Linked DNA regions of Mus musculus: regions 1 and 3 are each linked to region 2. The links are chromatin contacts, called in public promoter capture Hi-C maps. All regions are on one chromosome and are shown on one strand. Each heading gives the region's core, a stretch centred on a gene start, on an enhancer-like site or on the middle of the called end of the contact. The rest is flanking DNA. Distances are from core to core; before and after follow the strand shown.

What was found. Promoter capture Hi-C pulls out the DNA fragments that hold promoters and counts their contacts. Capture Hi-C pulls out chosen DNA fragments and counts their contacts.
Region 1: a contact with region 2 is called in a promoter capture Hi-C map of pre-B cells, with 3 times the contacts expected there. The contact joins the promoter of Ddn here to the promoter of Ccdc184 in region 2. A contact is called at or near these places in 3 of 39 promoter capture datasets (the 3T3-L1 cell line, pre-B cells and stem cell-derived epiblast-like cells) and 1 of 484 Hi-C or Micro-C datasets (embryonic stem cells).
Region 3: a promoter capture Hi-C map of adipose tissue shows a contact between it and region 2. The contact joins the promoter of Ccdc65 here to the promoter of Ccdc184 in region 2. A contact is called at or near these places in 1 of 39 promoter capture datasets (pre-B cells) and 2 of 9 other capture datasets (adipose tissue and pancreatic islet).

What each region holds. Positions count from the first base shown.
Region 1 is chr15:98,806,414-98,809,941 of GRCm38.p6, reverse strand. It overlaps Ddn (dendrin), which reads left to right and starts at 2,017. Exons shown (of 2, transcript NM_001013741.1): 1 at 2,017-2,337; 2 at 2,742-3,528. The coding sequence starts at 2,129. B130046B21Rik (a long non-coding RNA gene) reads right to left here. Exons shown (of 3, transcript XR_003951472.1): 1 at 2,718-3,528; 2 at 1,620-1,706; 3 at 1-1,073.
Region 2 is chr15:98,165,969-98,169,616 of GRCm38.p6, reverse strand. It overlaps Ccdc184 (coiled-coil domain containing 184), which reads right to left and starts at 1,811. Exons shown (of 1, transcript NM_177716.3): 1 at 1-1,811. The coding sequence starts at 1,301. The coding sequence ends at 726.
Region 3 is chr15:98,706,566-98,709,937 of GRCm38.p6, reverse strand. It overlaps Ccdc65 (coiled-coil domain containing 65), which reads right to left and starts at 1,744. Exons shown (of 8, transcript NM_153518.2): 1 at 1,402-1,744; 2 at 716-883. The coding sequence starts at 1,542.

The sequences.
Region 1 (3,528 bases), core at 768-3,267, 640 kb before region 2:
CTGAGAGTGATACCCAACACCTGACGGACGGAGGACCTGCAGGCTCTGTTCCCTTCTACAGCAGCTTTGCCGATAGGGGTTAGCATCCAAGCCAGGAGCAGGTCCTGAGTAATTCCCTGGCTTTCCCTTCTCCTGCCAAGCCTTCAGAAGAACCTGGGCCACGCTAGTTTTCACAAAGCGGGCTTTCTGATGGAACACAGGGAACACATCAGGGCGCTTGTTAGAGGTCAGCTCTCAGTGCTTGGGCCCCCTCTCCATCCACATCTTTGCTCTCAGCACATTCCCAAGCTTGGGGGAGGGAGGCCTCCAAATGATTATAATTAGAGCATGTTTGTGTGTGTGGAGAGGGTGGAAAGGACAAATGTCTCCTTGTGTCACATTCCTTCATCAAGGAGGACTTGTCCAGGGAGGAGGCAAGACTTTAAAAGCTGTGGGATTCTGTTGGGCCCTGGCAGTGCCTGCAAGCCATCCTCAGGGCAGCCAGGAGGTAGGTGGAATCATGGCATGGGGTGGGGGTTGAGGAGTGGCAGGGGAGGGACAGCAGAACAGGTCAGGTTCTACTTTGCTGTTTCTCAATGAGTGTGACCTATAACAATTCTTTGGTCCCTGTCCCCTTAAAAAGAAGGCTCTGTATCCAAATGCTCCTTGTACTTCTATGAAAAACCAACTTTTGTCTCTCCCATTTACCCCACCAAGTCTCAGCTCCTGGGAAGCAGCTGAGGAAAATGGGGATAGACACACTTTGCAAGCCCACAGGCTTCTGTTCCTAAAGTCAGGAGCAGCAAATGGTCCCTTCTTCCTCAGGAGCCATTGCCACCCTCTCATCCCGCTCCCTACACTTCTCCCCTCCCCTGAGCTGCTGCTATGGTTGCCAGGCATGGTTGCTAAGTCTCTGCATGGAAGGTTGGCGTGGGCTGTGCTGCCACTAACATTACCATGGTGAATCAGGGGACACCTGGTACAGGCATAGGGGGAGGGATCCCGAGGATGCAAGCAGCAACCCCCCAGAATCGAGTGAGTCCAAAAGGTGAGCTGCACCACACCATGCCAGTCAAGTGAACTAGAGCCCCGACCTAGGAAAGAAAGGCCACTTTTATCTTTTCTGTTGCTAGGGGATTTGGCTGTGCCACAGGAGCACTCTAGTCCATCCCCCTCTGTTAGGGTACAAATGTATTTAAGCACTCTATCTGCACCCCACATAAGGCTTGGAAGAGCTGTGTGGGCACGGAACTGTGTAACCCTAGAATCCTGGCTTCTGGGTTAGGGGAGCTAGCCTGCTGCTCAGGGAAGGCTCTGTGGGTGCCCAAGGACACCCATATTTAGAGTAGGAGTCGTCCTGCTGTTTGGTGGCCAGGATAGATGGAGTTCCGCCTCAGCAGAGAAAGCTGAGGCATACAGGTGCACCTTTCTGAGGTCTTGGGGGAGCAGCTCTCCCCCAGAGTCGCACAAAAGCTTCCTGAAAGCGGCACCTCTTCTCTGTACTGCTTAGGAACTGGTTACTCATCTCAGCTGCACCCGAATGCCACCGACACTAAAAATAGCCCGCTCCCCCCAGCTGTGGGCCAGCCTCTCTTGCACCCCAACCCCATGGAAACCAGCAGCGAGTGGCAGGCAGAGACCTTGAGTTCTGTTCTCACCACTCCCTGTCGGAGAAAGGAGTCTGGGCGAGCAGGCAGGAATAGAGAGAGCACTGGTGGTCAGGCAACCTGACAAGCAGGAAAGCAAAGGGTTAAAACTTCGGGAAGGATGAAGAAATGGGGGCTGGAGGAGAGGGCACCGTAAGCTTGGCAAGAATCAGAAGTCTCTCCCCGCCCACTCGCAGGTCCCATTAGGCTTGGGGGACCTGAGCAGTGAGTGGGAAGGGGCGTCCAATCCCAGGCCCCAGGGGGCGGCCGTGCACATGGGGGAGGAAGCAGCGCGGAGCCGTCCACGGCGGCGTGTCACATGCGCGCGCGCTCGCGCGCTAGCACACACTCACACACGCACAGACAGGCACACACGTGTGCCCGGGTATATATAGTTGCCAGTCCCTGGGCCTGCCGCTCTGCAGTGGGCGCCGGCTCCCTGGGTTGGGAGGGGGCTCACGGGGCGGGTGGGAGGGTGGGGGGCCGGGGTGGGGTGGGGCAGGATGCTGGATGGCCCGTTATTCTCCGAGGGGCCCGACAGCCCCCGGGAGCTCCAGGATGAGGAGTCCGGCAGCTGCCTCTGGGTGCAGAAGTCCAAGCTGTTGGTGATTGAAGTGAAGACTATTTCCTGTCATTATAGTCGTCGCGCTCCTTCTCGACAGTCCATGGACATCCAGGCCAGCTACTGGGCCCGTGGGCCCCAGAGCCGCACGTGAGTGAAGGAGGGGTGAGGGGCAGCAAGTGGTGGGGCGGGAAGTGGGGTCCAGACCTCCCCGCTGGCACCAGCAATTGCTGCTGTTCCCTTCTCTTTCCCGCGCCTCCCTCCCCCCACTCGTCGAGGACTGGGGCCTGAATCATTGAGCGCTGTTTAGGGGGACAGGAGTACTAGTGGCAGGCGGTGAGATGGGGGCAGTCGCTGTTAAAGTGTGCATGGAGAGATGGCGAGGAGTCTCATTTCGACTTTAGCCCTAACATATACGCACGTGCACTCGCTCAGACACTCACACGAACCCTCCCACATGGCTGCCCCAAGTGGTCTCCAGTGCTCCCAGCTCCCCGGACCTCGGCTCTCTGTCCCCGCAAACTGCTCACCTGGGTTCCTGCTCATTGTCCCAGGTGTAGGCTGCGCCCGGGATCCCCTGAGCCGCCACCCCGCCGACCCTGGGCCTCCAGGGTGCTGCAGGAGGCAACCAACTGGCGGGCGGGCCCCCCCGCCGAGGTCCGAGCCCGGGAACAAGAGAAAAGAAAGGCGGCGTCGCAGGAGCGGGAGGCCAAGGAGACCGAGAGAAAAAGGCGCAAGGCTGGCGGGGCCCGACGGAGTCCCCTAGGTCAGCCCCGCCCAGAGCCCCGGAACGCCCTTCGGGCAGCCCAACCTACAGGGTTTCCAGTTTTCTCCAGACCAGAGCGCTTCGGGCAGGTGGGGCGAGCGCCCCGACCATCCGTGCTCCCGCAGGGTGACCCAGGGGTTGCATGGGCGGGGCCATGGGGAGGCAGAAGGCCAGGGCCCCCTAGCTACGAGGCTCACCTGCTGTTGAGAGGCTCTGCAGGCACAGCCCCAAGGCGCCGCTGGGACCGGCCGCCACCCTATGTGGCTCCACCTTCTTATGAAGGTCCCCACAGGACCCTGGGGACTAAGCGAGGCCCGGAGCTCTCCCGGGCGCCCACCTCATCAGCCCCAGTTCCAGCCACCACCAGGACAGAGGGAGGGCGCACGAAGAAGAGGCTGGATCCTCGAATCTACCGGGATGTTCTAGGAGCTTGGGGTCTCAGACAGGGACGGGGACTCTTAGGAGGTGCTCCAGGCTGTACAGCAGCCAGAGCTAGGCCAGAGTCTTGCAAAGGGGCTATAGAGAAAAGCTCAGGCCTAGTTGCTGCTGGCCTGAACAGTGCTGGCGATAGTCAT
Region 2 (3,648 bases), core at 562-3,061:
CACTTTGTTCTCTAGGCCCAGGTGAGTGGCCAAGCAATCCCAGGTGAAGTCAGCGACGGGGCAGGCTCGGCTCTGCATGCTCAGTGCCAGAGCTTGAGCTCTTGTGTCTTCATGCACATCAGAGCCAGCTCCTCCCAGCCTAGGGGCCCTGGGAACCCGAGTACCCTGACTCCTAGGGCCGCAGTTCCCTCCTCAAGCTTCCTTTACCCATCAGCAGTTGCAGAGCGATCTGTAAGGGGGAGAGGTTTCCGCAGAGCACTGAATATCTTGGGTTTGGGGAAAAGGGTAAATTTCCTGTTGCCAGAACAGAATACCCCAACTCCTTAATTTCTAGGTAAATAGAGATTATTTGCCAAAGTCCTAGATGACTCCTTTTTCAGAATAGAAAAAGCAGAATTTTATTTACATAATTCAATGGTCCTCCTGTTTCCTAGGAAGAGGGGAAGGGGGCAAGGTAAAGGGATAGATGAGAGTCCAGAGATGGGCACGTCCTTTCTGGGAACCTCACCTTTCTGCAGTTTGCTATGATGCCTGCTTGGGTGGAATTCGCGATGCTTCCAAAGTCCTTGACTCTACAAATCCTTCTGTGAGGGAGTCTCTCTCCCTGACCTATAAGGACCACGTTTGAAGTGAAGAACACTGCACCGCACTGTTCAGTCCCCTCGGGTTAAGCACTTGGAAACCCAAAGCCAGCGCGGGTAGTTGGTTCCCTGGTGGGGTCTCCCTCACAGAGAGGCCTCGCCCTCCAGCTGCAGCAGGGTAATGTCAGGAAGGTCGGGGGGCTCCACAAGTGGCCCATCCTCCCCAAGGAGACCGGGGCTCTCAGAGAGCTCGCAGTGACTGGTGGGTGTGGCGGGGTTAGGTGTCTCTTTCTCCTCTTCGTCCTCGTCTTCATCAGGATCACGACCCAGCAAGCCGCTGTCCTCGATCCCAGGCGAAGGTGTCTCTGGTTCATGGGGAACACTTGGGAAGCTCCCCTTGCCGCCGGCCACGCCCAAGCCTCCCTGGCGGGGCGCAGTGGTCATAATCTGGCACATGGAGACTATAGCCCGCTGGTTGGCGCACACGTCGTCCGACAGAACCTGGATGTGCGAGGCCTGCTCGTCCAGTGCCCCTCGCATGGCCCTCACGTCCTCAAACAGGGCCTGCAGCTGGGCCTTCAGGTGCTCCATCAGTTCCTTCATACCGCCGTTATACTCCCCAGAGATCACGTCCCCCACGGCGGGCACCGTGGACACCTCCAGAGGCGCTGGCATGTCGCCGCCGTCCTTGGTCATGATCTCCAGCAGACTGTCCTCCATTGAGTGGCAGAAGCGGGCGGTGGCAGCTCTGGGTCGTGTCCAGCGGGCCTCCAGGGTGGGGGAAGGGTGTGGAGGGGGAGAGGTCCCGGGAGGGACGGGGTGGAGCCCAGGGACACCTAGGCTCCCTAGAGGGGCGGGGAGCCTACGTGAAGAGAGCGGCCCCAGGCAGAGGACACGGGCGGGATCAAGGAGGGCTGAGAAGAGTCTATGGATCGAAGACCTGTCTAGGGTCCCGGGACCAGGATCTTCGGGCTTACCCAGGGGGCAAAAGTGGCTTGCCCGCTCGCCTCCAGTGTGGTACCTATGTCCCCGCCGCCCTCCCGGCAATCACCGACAAAGAGTGCTCACAGGTCACAGAGGCGCTCGCAGAGGGCTCGGGGTCGAGACGGGGACCCGCAGCGCGTCAGTCTCGGGACTCCCCCCAGCCATCCACCAGCAGTGCCCGCGAGTGCGGCTGGAGAGGCAGGGGCGGGTCTCCCGGCGGCGCCGCGGATGCTCCCCCGTTTCCAAGGCGACGCACGGCACGTAAATGACGTGTGTCTCCATGGCAACGAGGAAGTGAGGAAGAAAGAGAACAGGGTTCCGAAGCTGCAGTGAAGCTCTGTTGTATGGGCTGACGGGCGGGGCAGGGATGCTGCAGTAGCCTCAGAGAAGCTGCAAAGAGCATGTGGCTGCAATGTTTAATAGGACAGCATGAGAAAGCAGTTTGCTGCACGACCCCCACCCCCAAGCCGGAGAGAGACCGTCTGCCTGGGGGGGGGGGGGGGGCTTTTCACCCGCTCTCCGCATTCCTTCCTTGGAGGACCATGGGAGAGCCAGGTCCATCCTCCAGCGGCCCACAGGACTGGGTAGCGATTGTTAATAATCCCAGGCGAGCTGGCAGCACCAGGCTTGGAGGTGCAGAGGAAGGCGGAGGGAGGCGCGACCGATCTGCTTCTCCCTTCTGCAGCAAAAAAAAAAAAAAAAAAAAAAAAAAAAAAAAAAAAAAAACAAAAAACAATTTTCCCTCCCTCCAGAAAGCTCAGGGTGAGATACAGTCTCTTATGGGACCCAGCTGTTTCTACCCAGGTTGGGGGGGTATGAAAATTATGAAGCTAAGTACTTAAATTCCGAGAATGAAAACTCCATAACAACAGATTCCCCTCCCCTGCACCCTCCATCACGGAATCCCCAGCGCTTTAAATAGCGTCCGAGACGCAGAGAGCAGATGATGTATTTGTGGAATAGCTACTTAAATAAGAGCCACCAAGTACCATTCTCCTCCCCAGGATTCTCCAGCCCACACATAGTGGACTTCAGAAGACCTGAATACAATTTCCTTTCAGCCCTTAATGACTGAGAGACCTCAGCTGACATCGTTTTCTTGACGGACCGAATAATAGTGTTTCTAAATCTGAGTTAACACTGGACCGAAGTGCAATTGAGTGAATTATTAGGGCCAGCGCCCCTAGTTCCCATCTTTAGATGCCCACTAACCACCCCTGTCCTTTGTGAAAACTCCTTCCCCTACTTAGAGGGTAGAGCAGGAGAAGAGGAGGAGGAAGAAAATTTGGTTATAATATATTTAGAGACGACATAGGCTGGGAAGGTAGTCATCTTGTAGGCTATAACACGCTGACATCGCTTTGATAAAAGGAAGCCAAGTGGTCAAAACCCTGAGTTTACAAGACTCTGGGAAGGAGAAGTAAATGAACAGTGCTGTCTAACTGTATAAAAAATTAAGTGTGGGTGAGTGTCATTGGTCACCTGTAGTTCAGTAACTGCAAGTGTGTTTTTTAATTTCCCTGGTTGTATGTCTTGGCGATGAAGAGTGTCCAGCCAGGTTTTTGAGGCACCAAAGAACAGATTCATCTATGCCTGTCTTACTGCTACTGTTAAAATAAAAGCAAATTAAACTATCTTAAAGTGCCCAGGGTCGGAATGTTTACATAAATAACTTAAGACATATATTGGACAGATGTGAGAAATTTGATTTCCCCAAAACAAAGATGAACACACACACACACCATGCAGTATTGCTTTCTAAAAACTAATGATTAATCTTGTTTCCTTGCTCCTTCAACAAATTTGTTGTTGCTCTTGCCTCTGCCATTCTTGCCATACATGGTCAATAAACTTTAGATGATCCCTAAGCTGGCTCATGAAAGAGCAGAACACTTTTTCTTGGTATCCCTCGGCACAGAGAGTTATACTTTGACTCTCACAGGCTCACCATAACACACATGCACTCGTGTGCAAATGTCTGCTGTTTGTTTTGTTTTCAAACTACAGGAGAACTAGAAACAGAGGCAAGATGCAGCTGAGCTTACCCAGTATGACATCTAATCACGATGTAGCAAAGGTTCTC
Region 3 (3,372 bases), core at 495-2,994, 540 kb before region 2:
CTAAGGTAGGGGAGAAGAGTTACAGCTCAGAAATTCCTTTCTCATCTCAGTGACAGTGATTAGAACCAATAGGCCACGTTTGTCACAGCCTGTGCCTGGTGAAGGCTTGAAGGCTGATTAGGTAGATCCAGCTGTGTAGCTCACACCTGCCACTCCAGCAGTTGGGAAGTTGGGGTAGGAGGGTGGGGAGTTCACGGTTATCTATCCTGTTACGTGTGAGTCTGAGGCCATTATAGGAAAGCATGGCTTTGTCTCAAAAGTAATAATAATAGTAATAACAATAATAGGATACATGACTTTGTCTCAAAATAATAATTAATAATAATAGTAACAGCAGCAGCAATAACAACAATAAATAATAAATAATTCACTAGGCCCATTCTACCTAGGAAGGTCTGGAAGCCATCCCCGCCTGCTCTCTGGAGAGAGTGCATACTTTTTTTTTTTTCCCTTTTTCCTTTTCCTTTTCCTTCTTTTTTCCCTTTTCCCTTTCCCTTTTCTTTTTTCTTTCTTTCTTTCTTTCTTTCTTTCTTTCTTTCTTTCTTTTTTTTTTTGGGGGGGGGTCTTTTTGAGACAGGGTTTCTCTGTGTAGCCCTGGCTGTCCTGGAACTCACTCTGTAGACCAGGCTGGCCTTGAACTCAGAAATCCACCTGCCTCTGCCTCTCGAGTACTGGGATTAAAGGTGTGCGCCACCACGCCCGAGAGGGTGCATACCTTGATGACGCTGTCCTTACAGTCCACCACGCGTTCAAAGGTCTGGCTGAGGATCTCGATGTCTTGGTGAAGCTCTCTGGTCTTCACCTCCCTGAGGATGGTTCTCCACTGCGTGTTAATCTTATTAAGGTTTAGAGCGCTGTTGTGTTCTTCTTTGGCCAACTTGTCCTGAGGGAGGAGTAATCACATGCGTTTCAGCCAAGGCGAAAGGTCCACCTCGGTGCTATCGATACCACGCTGAAAAATACCAGTCCCCGTGTATTCTCACAAACAAAGCCCTTGGCAGCCAACACTCGGGGGCTCCTGTTTGTGGTTTCCAATGAATGGGTTCCCTTCAGGGTGAAGCATCAGAGAAGAGTTTCTAACGACCCCACTCCAGACCCAACCTCAGAATTCAAGACAGCTGAATTTGGACACCTGACAGCATCCACTGTCCTAATTCTGGGGGCTCGGTTGATACTGCCAAACTCAATTCTCCCCTCCCCCATGTTTCACAGAGAATGCCCTAGGCAAAAACCAATGTTGTCTGAAGCCCATGTATTTTGGGACCAAGGACTTCAGAGGGATAGGAAAGGATGAAAATGAGCCTGCCACAAGGACGCGACCCCAGGCAACGGTACCAGTGCATGGGCGGTGGGTTTGGGGGTTTGGGGGTTTGGGCAGGACACACTGCAGACGAGCATCACCTTCAAGAACTGGGTGAGGAGTCTCTCTTTCTTCTTGGCTGCCTCTTCGTCAGCCAGCATCTTTTGCTGAAATATAAGCAGCTGATCTTCCTCGGACAGGGGTGCCTTGGGCAACTTGGGCTTTTTTCCTTTTTTAGACATGGCTGGGCTGCGGACTGGGTCCGGGCAAGGAGCCTCTGCCTGCTGCTACGAGCCACTTGTGAGGAATTAGAAAGAAAAACTTCCCATAGACAGGGAGGGACCTTCTGGAGCTAAGGTAATGGGGCCTTAGACCTCTGTCCTCCACGCCAAGAGTGCTCAGGCGACACCCGACTCCCAGCTGGAGAACAGAAAGACGCATCTTGTCTCCTAGCAACAAGGACCTTCGCTAAGACCGCGGGGTGAGAAATAGGGAGGCAGCATTACTTCAGCGCCCCCTGCATGCCGGAGGACCGCAGTCAGTTCTTTTAAGTAGGCTTTTTTTTTTTTTTTTTTTTTTTTTAAATCAAGAACCCTAGTCTCTCTTAAAAAAATAATAAATGTCTTCAAATAGTTTTTCCATTTTACTTTTTAATTTGGTGTATGCCTGGTTTGTCCACGTGTGTGTCTGAGCACCGTGCGCATGCCTGGTGCCTGCAGAGGTCAGAAGACAGCATCGGATTTCGTAGAACAGGTCAAAACCACTTACACATACATACAAATAATGAGATGGTTCACTGGGTAAGGGAGGTACTGCCAAGCCCAATGGTCTGAGATCACAAGCACCTGGAACCCCAGTTTCAGGAGATCAAAACACGCCTTTCTGGCCTCGGTGGACGCTGCATTAACGTGCACAAACACACATACACATAAAATATTTAAAAATATTTTGTAAATTGTCTCCTTAGTGATAGAGAGATGGCTCAGAGGCAAAGAGCACTTGCCACTCTTGCAGAAGACCTGGGTTTGGTTCCTAGCACCCACATGGGCAGCTCATGACTGTTCATAACTCCAGTCCCAGGGGATCTGACTCCCTCATCTGACCTCTGTGGACATGGGGTAGACACATGGTCCACACATATACATGCAAGAGAAACGCAAATACACATAAATAAATCTTACTAAAAAATTAAGACAGTGTTTCAGTGTAGCCCTGGATGGCCAGAAACTCACTGTATAGATAGAAATCCATCTACTTCTGCCTCGCCCCACATCCCCCACCCCCAGTGCTTGGATCAAATGTAGGAGTCATCACTTCCAGCTTAAATTTGTTTCTCTCTCTCTCTCTCTCTCTCTCTCTCTCTCTCTCTCTCTAAATGTGTGAGTGCTTCATTTGCATGTATACCTGCTTGCCTGAAGAAGGCATCAGACCCCATGACAGATGGTTGTGAGTTGATGGGAATTGAACTCAAGATCTATGGAAGAGCAGCCAGTGTTCTTAACCGCTGAGCCATCTTTTCAGCTCCTTTTTTAAAAAAGATTTATTTATTTATATGTAAGTACACTGTAGCTGTCTTCAGACACTCCAGATGAGGGAGGTTGTGAGCCACCATGTGGTTGCTGGGATTTGAACTCCGGACCTTCGGAAGAGCAGTCAGGTGCTCTTACCCACTGAGCCATCTCACCAGCCCTCTTCAGCTCCTTAAAAAAAATTTTTTTTTAACCCTACTTTTCAAGGGCAAAATCTGTGGCTAACAAAAAGATGTACACCAGTGCACACTCCCTCCTAGGAATATCTGCACCTGAAGCAGCATCGAAGCCCCCAATCACACACTGTGACCTCCAGGCAGCCAGCTGTGCCCTTCTCATGCCTGCTCTTCAGTCTTCTGTCTCTCTCTTGTGTCTCTGTCTGTCTGTCTGTCTGTCTGTTTTTCTGTCTCATCAGTAAGCCAGCTTTTCCTCACTCTGACTCATCCTGGAATTCTTTTCTGTGGTAGACATAGCCAAGAGGACCTGAGTTAGAAGAAGTCCCCATAGCTTCCCCGGAGCCTCCTTAGGCTGCTCTGATCACAT